Linked DNA regions of Mus musculus: regions 1 and 3 are each linked to region 2. A link is a contact called in public HiChIP or PLAC-seq data. All regions are on one chromosome and are shown on one strand. Each heading gives the region's core, a stretch centred on a gene start, on an enhancer-like site or on the middle of the called end of the contact. The rest is flanking DNA. Distances are from core to core; before and after follow the strand shown.

What was found. HiChIP or PLAC-seq counts read pairs in DNA pulled down with a chosen protein or histone mark.
Region 1: a contact with region 2 is called in an H3K4me3 HiChIP or PLAC-seq map of embryonic stem cells, with 2.6 times the contacts expected there. The contact joins two enhancer-like sites. A contact is called at or near these places in 1 of 484 Hi-C or Micro-C datasets (nephron progenitors), 3 of 115 datasets of contacts at active chromatin or transcription factors (embryonic stem cells and stem cell-derived neural progenitor cells) and 1 of 9 other capture datasets (embryonic tail).
Region 3: a contact with region 2 is called in an H3K4me3 HiChIP or PLAC-seq map of embryonic stem cells, with 20 read pairs. The contact joins two enhancer-like sites. A contact is called at or near these places in 1 of 15 datasets of contacts at CTCF or cohesin (the NIH/3T3 cell line) and 5 of 115 datasets of contacts at active chromatin or transcription factors (bone marrow-derived dendritic cells, embryonic stem cells, regulatory T cell precursor and 1 more).

The regions. Positions count from the first base shown.
Region 1 is chr4:146,471,920-146,476,668 of GRCm38.p6, reverse strand. It overlaps the pseudogene Vmn2r-ps16 and the pseudogene Gm13241. Among named protein-coding and RNA genes, the nearest start is that of Zfp992, 25 kb to the right of the region's middle. Within about 2 kb of position 1,323, at least 13 of the 459 cell types and tissues checked have an H3K27ac peak or open chromatin away from gene starts, as enhancers often do. A contact at or near this core is called in embryonic stem cells, where this site is marked.
Region 2 is chr4:146,922,664-146,927,595 of GRCm38.p6, reverse strand. All of the region lies in intron 6 of Zfp993 (zinc finger protein 845), which reads right to left. Among named protein-coding and RNA genes, the nearest start is that of Gm21411, 24 kb to the right of the region's middle. Within about 2 kb of position 2,070, at least 13 of the 459 cell types and tissues checked have an H3K27ac peak or open chromatin away from gene starts, as enhancers often do. A contact at or near this core is called in embryonic stem cells, where this site is marked.
Region 3 is chr4:147,404,444-147,409,094 of GRCm38.p6, reverse strand. No RefSeq gene overlaps it. Among named protein-coding and RNA genes, the nearest start is that of Gm46898, 5.0 kb to the left of the region's middle. Within about 2 kb of position 2,049, at least 77 of the 459 cell types and tissues checked have an H3K27ac peak or open chromatin away from gene starts, as enhancers often do. A contact at or near this core is called in embryonic stem cells, where this site is marked.

The DNA.
Region 1 (4,749 bases), core at 74-2,573, 450 kb after region 2:
ATAGGCAAAGCCTACAGAGTTTGCCTTAGGATGAGGCACAGAACAGGTTAATTAAGGTCACTTACCTCTTCATCATTTACAGCAGATCAGAACCCAGATGTCTGACTTCTGAAGGCTTTCTGACAGGAATCCAGTAGAGTTGATTTCAAGGTTCACACAGGCACTAGTAGCTGTAACCTTATGTTGAAGATGTGATCCAAATGAAATCTATAACTAAGGGCAGCAAATCTGAGGTAGTCAACCTTGCGAAGGCTCAGTATCTGAACGTAAAGATGTTTGAATGGCCACTTGCTGCAGGTTTGGTTTTATACACAGAGCAAATATGGAAACACTGTTGAATCTAATTCACAAATACTTAAGACAATGAAACACCCCTAAATCCAACACACATCAAGATCAGTTGTGACTCTTGAACTTCCATAATGCAACAGGGACAGTCACTGGACTTTGAGGTCTTCAGTCAGTCACTGTAGATCCATAAATCAAAACGATGAATGGCTGTTCTTGGTGGTTAGCTGTGGTCTAATTACCTTCGTAGGCTTAGCAAAGACCATTCCTTACCTATACTGTGTGTGGCTGTACTTCTGATTCTCAAGCACAGCATACTGGTTGTCTAGCTGAAGTTTAAGGGCCTGGTTTTTTGAAACCTCCTCCCTATCTCTATTTTTGTGTCTTACTACTTCAAAGCTCTTCTCCATTTCTTTATCCTTCCGGCTCTCTACATGCTTGTCAGTGGACTGCAGGGATGGGAACTGTGTGTCACTGTATATTTCCGGTGGTCCTTGTGGTGTTTTCCTTGTTGTGGTTAGCCTTGCCTCAGGAGGCCTAAATACACCACTGGGCATTGCTGGCCCCGGGGTTTCTGTAACTGTTACTGGAGCAGGAGGCGCTTGTACCAGAACGGTTTTATTCCAGGGACCTGGAGATTTTTCTGCTCCACTGCCACCTCTACCTTCTTCCCAATTATCTCCTGGATCTTCTCTCTTCTCATTATCATCATCTTGCTTTTCACTTATTTGCATTGCCTGAACTCTTAATCCACTGTAATCAACCTCTATGTGCTCAAATTCTTTCCACTCATTTTCATCCTTCGTTATGGCCTTGTCGGCCGGGCCCGCGCTCCCGCTGTCTCTGGACCTAGCACCAGAGCCCGAGCTCCCTAAGTCGCCCGACCTGGCACCTGAGACCGAGCTCCGGCCATCGCCCGGCCTGGAGCCCGCCGCCGCGCTGCTCCCGTCAGTGCCGCTCGCAACGTTGGCCGCCCGACTGCTCCGTTCCTTCTTTTTCTTGTCCCTCTTGGCGAAGAAGTTGTCCAGGCTCCGCTCCTCGGTCTCGGCCTTGACCGTGGTCCGGATGGGTGGGGGCGGCGCTCGCGGCTCCGAGTTCTGGGTCAAGGCCGCTGTGCGCTCAGGCTGCGGGGTGTGGCGTCGCCTCAGCCCCGCGGGGTCGTCGAGGCGCAGGCGGCAGGACCGCCGGCTCCCCCCGTGCTCTGGTGTGACGTCGCCTCAGCCCCACGGGGTCGCCGAGGCGCGGGAGGCAGGGCGGCCGGCTCCCCCGTGCTCTGGTGTGACGTCGACTCAGCCCCACGGGGTCGCCGAGGCGCGGTTGGCAGGGCGGCTCCCCCCGTGCTCTGGTGGTATGCTCCTCCCCGGGAACCGCGAGCGTGGAGCAGGGTCGCGCCCGCACCGCTGCCTGAGGGACTAGGAAGACGTTCCCTGGCGAAAGCTCAGCTAAGGATGGCGCCAGAAGGAGGAAGATGCTCGGGCCTGAGGAGGGGCGAGAGGACTGGGAGGGAAGGAAGGAGGGCGGGAAACCAGCTGAGAGAGGCAGCACCGCGCCTGTGCGCTCAGTTCCGTCCTCCGCTGTGGGCGTGCCGAGGGGGGCGGGCGGCGGGATGAGAAGGGGGCGGGTCTTCCGGGAGAGCCAATCAGATGTTATTTCATTTCTTTTTCATTTACCTTGCATTAAATACACAGTGCTTTCAAATTCATGGCTACTGTTTGATTTAGTTGTTGTTACCATTTGACATTGACTGAAGTTACTCTGCAGGACTTATCAACTTAGGTAGAGATTGCAGCAGTGGGCAACGAGTGTGTAACAAATTATGTACACAAAATACCCTGTTCTTTGTAAGAGGAACAGTAAGTTCTCTTGGAGACAAATAAATTCTCCTAAAATAAATATTTCCCATACTAGGGCTCTGTCTGTCCCTGGGGTGGCAGTGCAGAGCTAGTAATGCCCCAGCTGTCTGAGTCATTTGATCTCTTGAATCCCCCAAATAGAGGATCTACTGCTGTCCTGTGGCCAAGCTTCATGGTACAAGTTAATGAGGGACTCTGACCAGGCCTACCATCCTAGGGATGGTACTATTAATGTGGAAACATGGAATAAAATTGGTGAGCGAATTAGAAGCTTTTAGGCTGCTCATGGTCCTGAAAAGGTGCCCATTGAAGCTTTTACTTTGTGGTCCTTAGTAAAGGAATGCCTGAGAGTAGATACAGGAGATGAGAAATGGGCATGGGGGACTCCATCGACAGTAAACCCGAGAAAGGTAGGAAGAGTGGCTAGAATATGGGACACACATTAAGTAGACATGAATTGTTTTTAACAGGATCTCAAGGAATCCCTCAAGACACGAGGAACATGGGTTAAGAAAATTTGTTCACAGCCAAGAGCTGCTCTAGGTGGGAGGAATAGGGTTTAAAATAAAATAAAATAAATAAAGAGTAAAACACAAAACTACAAAAACATAATAACAGGTGTTAGAAAAATTCTTACATTTACGTTGTTCTTAATTCCCAGAAGTAGGAATGATATGTGTGTGTGTGTGTGTATTCATATATATATGAAAGAATTTGACAAGTTTGAGGAGTAATTAGGAGAGTTAGAAAAGCAGGGCACTGGGCAGCAACTATCAGAAGCTACCACTGTGACTCCTCACCCTTTGCTGGCAGAATTCCCAGAAGAAGGAGATAAAGAATTAGACTTTGAACATGAGAGAGAAAAAGATAGAGAGACTAGGTTTCAGAAAAGCAGTTATCCCCTGTTCGGGACCTTTTAGCAAAAGAGAAGAAAAATGGAAATAAGCTATTTTAGAGCTCTCCTAGGGACAGGAGGAAATCGGGAGACGCCTTGCTTCCTCTCTGTCTCCTATGGAGATATTCTTAGTTCTGGTTAGGATATCTGGGTCCCTTTGAGACATCAAGTTCTAATCCCTGTCTATTGTCTGTTCTTGGTGCACCAAATTGTCCATATGTCTGTCAATTTATGTTTGTTTTTGTTTTGTTGTTTGAATGAGTGTTGTTCTGTGTTTCATGTTGAAAAATATAAATGTTTAAAACTTTATCTGCTGGATGTCCATCCTTTGATTTAGTTTAACTTGTTTCAAAGGCAGTCTCAATTTGCATAGCAAAAACTGATAAGTTACACTGCACTGCAGTTGGGAGTCAAGTAGAGGTGGAAAAGCCCTGCTAGAGGCTGATTATCTACACAAGCAATTCTTAAAGGGGTCAACAGATTTTTGCTTATAACAGAAAGTTAGCTTAAAATTGGTAACTCAAGGTTGGAGTCATTCTAAACAACACATGGCATGAGCCAACCCAGGAAAACAGGTTTTTAAAGATACTTCTAAATTGGGATAATATTTTGTTTAATTATTATTCTAGAAAGTAGATTTATAAAGGATAGAAATTAAAGCAATGTCTCTTCAATGACGTATGAAAAGCTGCACTGTCATGCATTCATATATAAGAACAGGTAGACAAACTTCATAATGTGAAGGTGATGATTTTTGGTATTGATTTTAAAGAGAATAGATTGTTTAAAATTGAGTTTTGCTTTCCAAAAGTTAAGGATATATTCTAATATTGCAAAAGAAACTTAAAAATTATGATTAAAATTGACAGTGTTTCACTGAGTGCAGTTTGATCGCAAGCTCATGATTTTTAACTCACCTATATATTGTAATTAGGATGATTATAAGCGTCTACCTTATGAGAACACTAATGCAGCTCCCTGTAGACATCAGGCCATACAAAGCAAAGACAGACTTATCTGGATATATTCATCTTTGTGTAGAAATTGGACCCTCATACAATCAGTTTGGCTATCGTTGCTGCTTGCAGGGGCTACAGTACAGGCAATGCTTCCAGCACTAAAGTTAAGTATAAATCATCTTATGAAAGACTGTCCAAAAATTAGAAGCATAGACATACAGTCAAATTTTTCCCCTGGAATCTGTCCTCACTGCAGAAGGGATAATCTTTGGGCCAGGACTCTGGCAGTATGCTCAGATTATATTTGAGGTAATGCAAAGCTCAGAGCAGCCTCATGGAGGCAGGTGTGGCATTTCTTTGGTTTTGCAAACCCTGCCCAGTGAAGTTTTGGGATTTCACCTCTACTTGCCTCCTGAGAATTATTTTTTTTTTAAAGATTTATTTATTTATTACATGTAAGTACACTGTAGCTGTCCTCAGATACTCCAGAAGAGGGCATTAGATTTCGTTATGGATGGTTGTGAGCCACCATGGGATGCTGGGATTTGAACTTGGGACCTTTGGAAGAGCAGTCGGCGCTCTTAACCACTGAGCCATCTTGCCAGCCCGAGAATTATTTTTAACACAAAACATTATTACAGATCTATGCAGATGTTACTCAAAATAAAGTTTAAACTTAGATATATGAAATGTCAATGAGGGTGTAGAATTTCTAAAGGCATTACATTCTGGTCTGCCCACTCTAAATAGAATA
Region 2 (4,932 bases), core at 821-3,320:
TATATATATGTGAGCCAAAAAAAATTCTACCAAAACGTTACATTGATAAATGTAGCAAAGTATCTACATACACAATTGACTTGAAGAAATCATTAGTTCTGCTCCACACAAAGTGATAAACAGGCTGAAAAAGAAGTTACAGAAACAACACTTCACATTAGCCGTAAATAAATAAATAAATAAATAATAAATAAATAAATGAATAAAAGCTAATTTATTCACATCCCAGCTATCCAAATATCGTTGAATCATAACTGTAATTTATTCCTGTAATTGTTTCATATCATAGGAGATACTATCATCTTTCCAAATACCTAACAAATGTGCCCTTGTCCTATTCCATTCTTCTAAGGATGAATTATATGACAATGGTGTAACACAAATATATTGAAATTTAACATGACATTTAGTGGACAATCTAGCTTTAATATTTGCCACCGCCTGTCCCATTTTCAAAACTACATCTTCTAAGGCATTATTCCTTGCTTCCAATTTCAAATCAATTATCCTTTATTCAGACAAGCCTAAGGTAATATTCCTATGCAATTCATTAACAAAGGTTGCAGTCTGCATACTTTTCACCAGAGCAGTAGTTGAAACTGCAAAGGTAGTAAGCATTGCTATCAAGGCAGATATTCCTAAAATAAGAGCAGCCACACACCTTTTAGGCCTAGTTAGCTCATTAATATTCTTTACAACTTCTAAAGTTGAATTATCATACCAAGATTCTTCCCCTATATCTACTGGCAGCAAAACATAAGCAGGGCGCTTTACAATCATCCTAATAGAAAAATCCTTATTAATTCCTGAAGATATACAATTAGTAAGAGCTATCAAAGGACAAGTTAATATGTCCTAATATCTGAGGACAACAAACTGGTGATCTTCCTGAGATTACTTCACTTTAGGCTAGCAAAATTATGAAAGAGCTTCAGTAGGCAAGGTCCTGGAGAAAATCACTTAAGGAAAGATTGCTGCTCTTAATGTGCTTTTCCTGTCACTATTAAACATAAATATAGACCATTAGGAATCAGTTCACAAGGTTGAGCAGATCTCTGAAGAACTACAAGATGAACTAACTTGTAGTGATACACTAAAGATATGTAGATAGTTTCTTTATCCTATACAATAATGATCCAAAAAATTCCTAAGTTGATGTTAATTACTAAGCTCTTTTAATAACAAAATTAATACCATTCTGATAGTCAGAACTGCAGTGAAAACTCTGCTATCCTTTATTCTCACTTCGGAGATAAAAACCAGACATTTTTCTGCTCAGAGGTTGTAAAAGCATTAGTTAAAAGTCATAAAAAGGGAATGAATGATTTATTATAGGTACAAGAACAGAAGAAAAGAGATTGGCTAGATTTATATTTGCAAAACTTTACTAATAACTTACTTACTATTTTTAACCCTCTGTGAACCTGTGGACCTGTGATAGGTGAGGAATGTATAACCATGTAATTACTCTTAATGAATATGCATGTTAACATTCAGTGTTTTAAACTTCTTATTCGATTTATGATTTGAATTTATGTGTAAACTTGTGATCATTTTTTACCATGTGGTCATGTATTCTGGAAGATGTATAAGGGCTGAGGATAAAGTGAGGAGCACAAATTTCCCTTGTTCAGCTCTAGATCATTCAGCTTTCCCCCCTTTTCTTAGAGAGCTTTCATAGGAAAGATTTACAACTTAGAAATGAACATTAAAATCTCTTTTTAAAGTGTCCCCTTTCTTTCCTCCAAATCAAGCAGCAGGCTGTAAGTTTGTGCGCTGCAATTCATGGGAGACAGCACAGAGGCTACATTACTTACAATCCTGCTGTTAGGCTACAGGTGGTAATTGCCTAATTGCCTAAGCCAGTAGCTTTTAACTCTCAGAATAAACAAAAAAAATATATATATATGCCTTTTTAGAAGTTACCGTCAGCATTCAGTATAGTTAGAAAGTTAGAGTTTCTGGAAGCCATCATTCTTTGAAGTCACACCGAATTCTGTGGTCTGTGTCTCATTTCAAACACTCCAGACTGGGAGCCTCCCAAGAGGCCCTCATATCCAAATGACCTGATCAGACCTTTGGGTCCCTACCTGTGGAGTGGCCCATCGCACAGGCTCAGGTTGTGGGACAGCTTTTCCTAGCCTCGGCTGATCCGTGTGTCCTTCTCCAAGGCTCGGATTTATATTAAAAAGCATTCAGATGCTCAATTTCTTTCACAAAATCACCATGTAACTCGAGGTATCCAGACACGTAAAAGAGAAAATGATTCAGCCTAAGGTCCAGACTATGGAAGGAGTTCTCTGTAATACTTGTGTAGCCTGAAGGAAGCCATGAGTTCAATCCACTGCACTCATAAAACCCTGTGTGGCAGCAGAAGGCTATAACCTAGCACTTAGGGAAGTGAGGCAGCAGGATCAGAAGTTCAAGATTAACCTCAGTGAGATGCTGAGTCTAAATTCTACCAGGGCTGCTTAAGAAATCCTATCAAAAATGGAACTAGGCAGGCATGGTGGTATACAACTTTATCCAGTTCTGGGGAGCTAGAGAAGGGTAGATCTCTGTGAATACAAGATCAACCTGGTTTACATAGGGAGTTCCAGACAAGACTCCACAGTGAGATCTGTCTCAAAATTAAAAAAAAAAAAGAATGAATAAATAAGCCAAGTTATGTCACATAGTTTCAATCTCAGAAGAGGGAAGTTGTCCTAGAACTTTCTGTGTAGACAAGACTTGCCTTGAATTTACAGACATCCCCTCTCCTCTAATTCCATTCTGATTTGTAAGAATGCATCACTCTGGGCTGGTGAGATGGCTCAGTGGGTAAGAGTACCCGACTGCTCTTCCAAAGGTCCGGAGTTCAAATCCCAGCAACCACATGGTGGCTCACAACCATCCATAACGAGATCTGACGCCCTCTTCTGGTGTGTCTGAAGACAGCTACAGTGTACTTATATATAATAAATAAATCTTAAAAAAAAAAGAATGCATCACTCTGCCTAGCTTACTGTCTTAGCTCTTTAGGCCTCTAGGATGCTAAAAAGGTTCTTAACTCTGGGGATGCTGAACCCACAAAATAGGAGTCCCCAATCTTACAATGGAAAACTGGAAAACCATTCTAATCTGGATTGTGAGAAAACACTCCAGAGTGTCATCTACCCAACAAGAGGATGCCTTCCTGTGCCAGGTAGTACACAGATAATAATGGATTAATAGGTTTCATCACTTTTCATGAACACTCAATGATATCTTTTACCTTATTGAGCAGACGTTATATCCATGACAACCATCACAGGAAAGACTGATCACTCTTTACCTGAAAAATCAGATTCCAATACATCCCCAAATTTAAAATTCTTACATTACCACAGTGATGCTATCAGCGACAAAAGTCTGTGGTCTTATGTGATCTCAGTTTCTATTGTCACCTTAACTAAATTTAGAGTCACCTAGGGAACATGATTCTAGACATGTCTATAAGCACATTTCCTCAGAGCTTCAGCTGAGAATGGAATACACAACCTGGATGTATGCAGCACCAAATAGTGGACTGTGGACCTGGGACAAGTAACAAGTAGAAAGCAAGCTGAGCACCACCATGCATCTCTCCCTGCTTCTGTAGTGCAGACACAATGTAACCATTCACATTCATGCCATACTTTCCTTGCAAGTCAGGCTTGTATTTCTCTGGAACCAAGAGCCTGTCCTCTTAAAGAAATCCTTGTTTAAGTTGTTTCTGTCAGGACTCTATTCTGTCTGTCTGCTGTCTGTCTGTCTGTTATTTACCTATCATTCTAGTTGAATGAGTATATGGGCATGAGATTGGAGGTCAGAGAATAACTTGCAGGATATGCCTCTGAGAAGGTCCATGCAATAGAACTCAGGTCACCAGGATTGTGCACTTTTACCTGAAGAGCCATCTTATTGGCTCTTGTGTTAAGCTCTCTACCCCATGGGTGCATGTGTACAAAACACATAAGAATCATGTGTTTGAATTTGTTCCTCTTGTAAAGATGTCTCATTATGTATGTAAATGTTTGAAAATACTAAACACTAAAGTAGATCTAGTCTCAAGCAGTTCAGACCAGCAACAGTGGTCCTGAAGTAGCTTCCATTGGTCTATGTATGCTATGCCACAACACCAAAAAGTGTAATGGTAACCCAACAGAAATCTTAACTGCTCCTAGTTCTGAAGGCTGACGTCCACTGTCAGGCACTGTTGGTCTGGCTTCTAAAGGTCTCTTCCTTCTCTTCTAGATTGTCACCCTCTCACAATTGTTGTCTGCTTGTACTTTGATGGAGTCCCCTATTTAGAAGAACAGCAATGTTACTGGAGTAGGGCCAGACCTTTACCTGCTTACCTTCCTAAAAGTCTTGGCCTCCAGACACAGCCATGTGCTGTGGAGTTTAGACCTGGACACACAGGTTGGAGCCAATAGGGTTACATACAGTTCAAGCTGTGCTGCTCTCTCTTCTCTGCAGGGTGTGGTTCTGATGCTTTGTTTGGGAATCTGCTTGTGAGCACAGAAGTTCCTGATACCTAGGTAGTTTTTAATCAATCAATGAGGATGCTAGCTGCTAATGGCTAAGAAGAGGTGGGAATTCTAGGTTTCCATAGGCAGGCTAAGAGATGCAAGAGGAGGAAAGCAGATTCACCATGCTTTAGAGTGAGCAATCAGCCATGAGATGTTAAGGATAAGGTTTCTCTGTGAAGTCCTGACTGTCCTGAAATTTTCTCTGTAGATCAGGTTGGCCCCAAACTCAAGAGATCCTCCACTGCTACACCAATTCTGGCTTGATTCCTCATTGTTAATTCTGGACAGAGAGCACAGGTCAGGTCCCAGCAAGGAGATCAAGAGGACAAACCCTTTAGACAATACAGGAATAAAATCTGCAGCACCCAGTGTGGCTGTGGCCATAGACAGTTGAAGTGAA
Region 3 (4,651 bases), core at 800-3,299, 480 kb before region 2:
TATCCGAGTTCTCCTGTATTTCTTTAAGAGAGTTATTTATGTTCTTCTTAAATTCCTTTATCATCATCATGAGATGTGATTTTAAACAGAGTCTTGCTTTTCCTGTGTGTTGGGGTATCCAAGGCTTGCTGTAGTGGGAGAACTGGGTTCTAATGATGCCAAGTAGCCTTGGTTTCTGTTGCTTATATTCTTGTGCCTGCCTCTTGCCATCTGGTTTTCTGTGGTGTTTTCTGGTCTTTCTGTCTCTGACTGTGGCTTGTCCCTCCTGTAAGCCTGTGTGTCAGCACTCTTGGGAGACCAGTTCTCTTATGGTGGGATTTGGGTATGGAGAGCTGTGGCACAAGGTCAGCTCCGAGTGCAGATAGATTCTAGAAGGATCTGGTCCCAGGCTGCTTCTTGGTTCCTGTGTCCTGAGGGCTCTAGGAGGGTCCTCTTGGGCTGGGTATTTGAGCAGAAGTGGTGGTCTTACCTGTGCTCTCAGGTGTGTCAGCACTCCTGGAAGACCAGCTTTCTCCCAGAGGAATTTGGGTTTGGAGAGCTGTGGCACAGGGTCAGCTCCAGGAGCAGATGGAAACCAGAAACTCTTTATTATTTTTAACTTATTAACAAATATATCCAGTTTAAATAATTTTTTACAATATACTTCATTCTTCTTGTTATCATGAAATTTAGAAAACAATTTTAATGAGTTAATTAAAAATGGAAGACCAAGAGGCTTTATCTAAAACACATAAAACATAGTGTTTTAGATATCTGTTATAAGTAGTTAAAATACATTAGTAGTTTTGTGACCAAATTTAAATTAAGTATGTGTTAAAATTTAAGCCATTATGCAGTGTAAGAGGACATGGAGTTTTGTTGTTAGAAACAGCATTTACTTTTATTGTACTTAAGAGGTAACAAAATATGATAAGACATCCAGATCAGGATAGAGTTTGACTTAATTATTCATTTTTAAGCTAATAACAAGGATAACTAATTTTTAAAAATATATCATTATGTTGCAATATATTAATCATCTGTAAACTCTAAAATATCTGTATAAGCCTTAAAGTAGGTTCTTAAATAATAATTTAAAAAGTTATTTAGAGTTATCTCTTACATAGTTCTTGAAAAGCGCATTCGTTTGACTTTAAAGAGGCAGAAGTAGTAAGAAAATCACATAAACATCTTCAAAGCGTTCATATTCATATGTCTATTGCCATATATGTGATATGTATACGAAAGCACAGGCATAAATCATCCTTTTAATCTTTGGAATAGAGTTTAGTATTTCAAGGGAGTGCACAGGAAGATCATATCCTACAGAAGGTGCAACCATCTCTTAAAGTTAATGTAGGTCCTCAAGAAATATGGGACAAGTTAATGTATATCCTCAAGCAATACAGGCCAGAAGTGGGATAAGGATCAAAGAGATAGCATCTAGACCAGTACAGTGGGAGTATGTATATCTTACCCTAAAAGCAGATTTGAAAATGTTTTATTTAAAAACTCATATTAGGTGCGAGCTGAACCACCTGGGTGCGATGTGCAGAGGTAGAGCATCCGCCAGCGAGGCTCCGGAGCCCAGGTCCGAAGAAGCGGGGTCCAGAGCCGGCGCCTCGCGCCACAGGCCGCCCCCCGGGCTCAGGAGCCTAAGGAGCCGCAGCGAAGGGAGGGAGGCGCCGCGCCGTTCGCGTCCCCCGTCTCAGGACTCCACAGCCCGCGCCGGCGGCCCTCACTCCTCCAGGCTTCGGGAGGGCTCGCGGCGGTGGGGTAGCCAGGCGGAGCTCTGGAAGCCGCGGTCGCGTGGCGTCGTGCTCCGGCTCCAGCCGCCGCCGGCCCCGCCAGCCAGCCGCGCCGCCCTGCTCCGTCCCGGGCTGCGTTCGCCGGCGCTCCTCGCCGCTGTGGAGACAATGGAGGGCGGCAGAGCGCACGCGCGGCCCGCGCCCCCTCCCTCCTCTCGCACCCCCCCCCCCCGCCGGGTTAACCCTTTCGCGGCCCCTGCGGCGCAACGGCGAGCTGCGGCCTCGGAGGTCCCCACCCACCCACCGCCTGCGCCCCGGGCGGTCCAGGGACAGGACGTCTCCAGCCGCGACAGAGATAACACTTCCTCTGGAACACAGCTCTGCTGTAGTCGCGGCGAAAGTCGAATCACTATCTTCAAAACGAGACCCTGAGTGGGGGGAGGGGTAACGACGGTTTTAGCGGGTAGGAAGGAAACATGAAGAAGAAAGAAAAACCAACTAATAAAGCCTACCTGGGTTTGAGGGTCACTGGGCGAGCTCCCCTCCCACCACAGACCTGTCCTCACAGCACCCTCTGGTGGATATGCTGTCCATTCGTTTGGAGGTTCTCCATCCAAGGACCCCAGTCAACCTTAGGAAGTTTACCATGGGGGGTGGGGGGTGGGGGGGGGAGGGAGGGGGGAGGGAGTCAGCTTGGACCCAAACACCTGGAGTCTTTATTTGGGATTAGCTGTTAGGAGATACAACAGTGCCCCAGTGGCGCCTAGACTTTGCTGTCGTTAGATCAGAACCAACTATTTGGGTCTAAATCGATTCCTTAGGCTAGAATATAATCCTCAAAATCAATAGGTGGATTAAAAAAAAAAAAACCGGCAAAATAGAACCATGCAGCGGAGCTGTTTTAGAAACTCCTTGCCCAAGGCCGATTGCTGTTTTGTTTATCATGTATTTTGACATAGAGCCATATTTTGACATAGAGCTACGAGGCAAGGGCACAGTACTCAATATTTGTTGACCAAATTGCAAAAAAAAATAAAAATAAAAACTCATATTAATCATCTCCCTTTAAGATATGGTCCCTTTAAGACGAGTACTCTGGCTTTTATGTCGACATGTATTATGAAAACAACAATAAAACATATAACCATATATATATTCATACATAATAGACATTTAATAGCTGGGTGGTCAGCCATGGTGCATGGTTTCTAATTACAGCACCCAGAAGGCAGAGTCCCAGAAACTATCTCAAAAAAAAAAAAAAAAATCAAAACCACAAAAAAAGAAAGAAAAAATTTTCAACATTATTATTTGTTTGTATTACATTTCCTATAATCCTCATTGTGAAAAGGAAACAAAATAGAGATCTTCAGTAAACATGTAAATCTATTAATTTATAGATGGCCCAGTACAAAAACAAACAAACAAGCAAACAAAAACACATACATACAAACATAAATACACTTAACAGTTTTATACTAAGAATAGTGTGGCCTACTCAATTATTCTTTTTATATTATATGTAGGAAAGTGACTTAGAACGTTAAAGAAACAATAAGGGTGGCTGGTGAGATGGCTCAACAGTTAAGCGCTCTAACTGCTCTTCCAAAGATCCTGAGTTCAAATCCCAGCAACCACATGGTGGCTCACAACCATCCATAATGAGATCTGATACCCTCTTTTGGAGTGTCCAAAGACAGCTACAGTGTACTTACATATAATACATAAGTAAATCTTAAAAAAAAAAGAAATAAGATAAGTCACCACTGGGATAACCATCAAAACAATTTATGAATTATGCAAAACTGCCACAATGTCCTCAAGCAAGATAGCTGCGTATAATGGTCAAAAGCATAGACAGATGGGAGGGAGAATCCTCTGGCTCAACGTTGTAGCATTCATTAAACAAACTTAGACTTAAAAAATAAACAAGAGTATTTTGAAGAAATAATATGAATTTTATGTTATTATATATATATATATATATATATATATATATATATATATATATATGAGATGAAATAGTATGTATATTTAGCTTCTGTTTTGGAAGGAAATCCTGATCAATTTTATGTATATGACATTAACTTTTATAGCTTAATGAAATCTTGACCCAACAAATGTTATTTTTTCTTTTCTCCCACTTCTTTTTTTTAAAGTTTTTAAAAATGTTATTATTTTAAAACAATAAGCATTTTAAGGTTTATGAAACATTTAACATTTCCAAATATATTATTATTGTTTTTAAAAACTTTTTGTTGATTCTTTGTGAATTTCATCATGTACCCCAATTCCACTCATCTCATCTCTTCATATCTGCTTTCTACCCTTGCAACCTCCTCCCTTAAATAAAATAAAATAATAATAATAATAATAAATACAGCACAGAAAACATCTCATTGTGTAAGCTACAGCTTTGATCTACAGGACCAGCCCTTTCACAAGCTCCAGCAGTTCAGAGGTGAGGTAGATGTTGGAGTGGCCCAACTCAAAGCCCTGGATCTGAACCTAGGGGATAGCTGAGTTAGTCAGCCTGCCAGCTCTCCTGCACCCACACCACCAGGGTGAGCTCTCCAGCACTGCCCTGGCCAGCTCACCCCGTGCTGCAGCTGGCAAGGGGCAGAATCAGCTCTCCTGCTCTCTCTTGAGGTTTGGTCTGTTACTATGTATTTAATACTAAATTCTGTACCTGAAGGTCTGGGCCTTGTGCAAACCTGGCCCAGGTAGACAAATTAGTTAGCCTCTAGTCCTCTAGTCCTGTAGCATTCCTATCTCTCCAGAGTATTGGAGTTCTGATATGTCAACCCCTTTCTGTAAGCAATCATCCTTTTTTTGGAGGGGGCTGGGAGTGTTGTTTTTTTTGAGACAGGAATTCTCTGTGTAACCCTGGCTTTCCTGGAACGGGTTCTATAGATGGAGCTGGC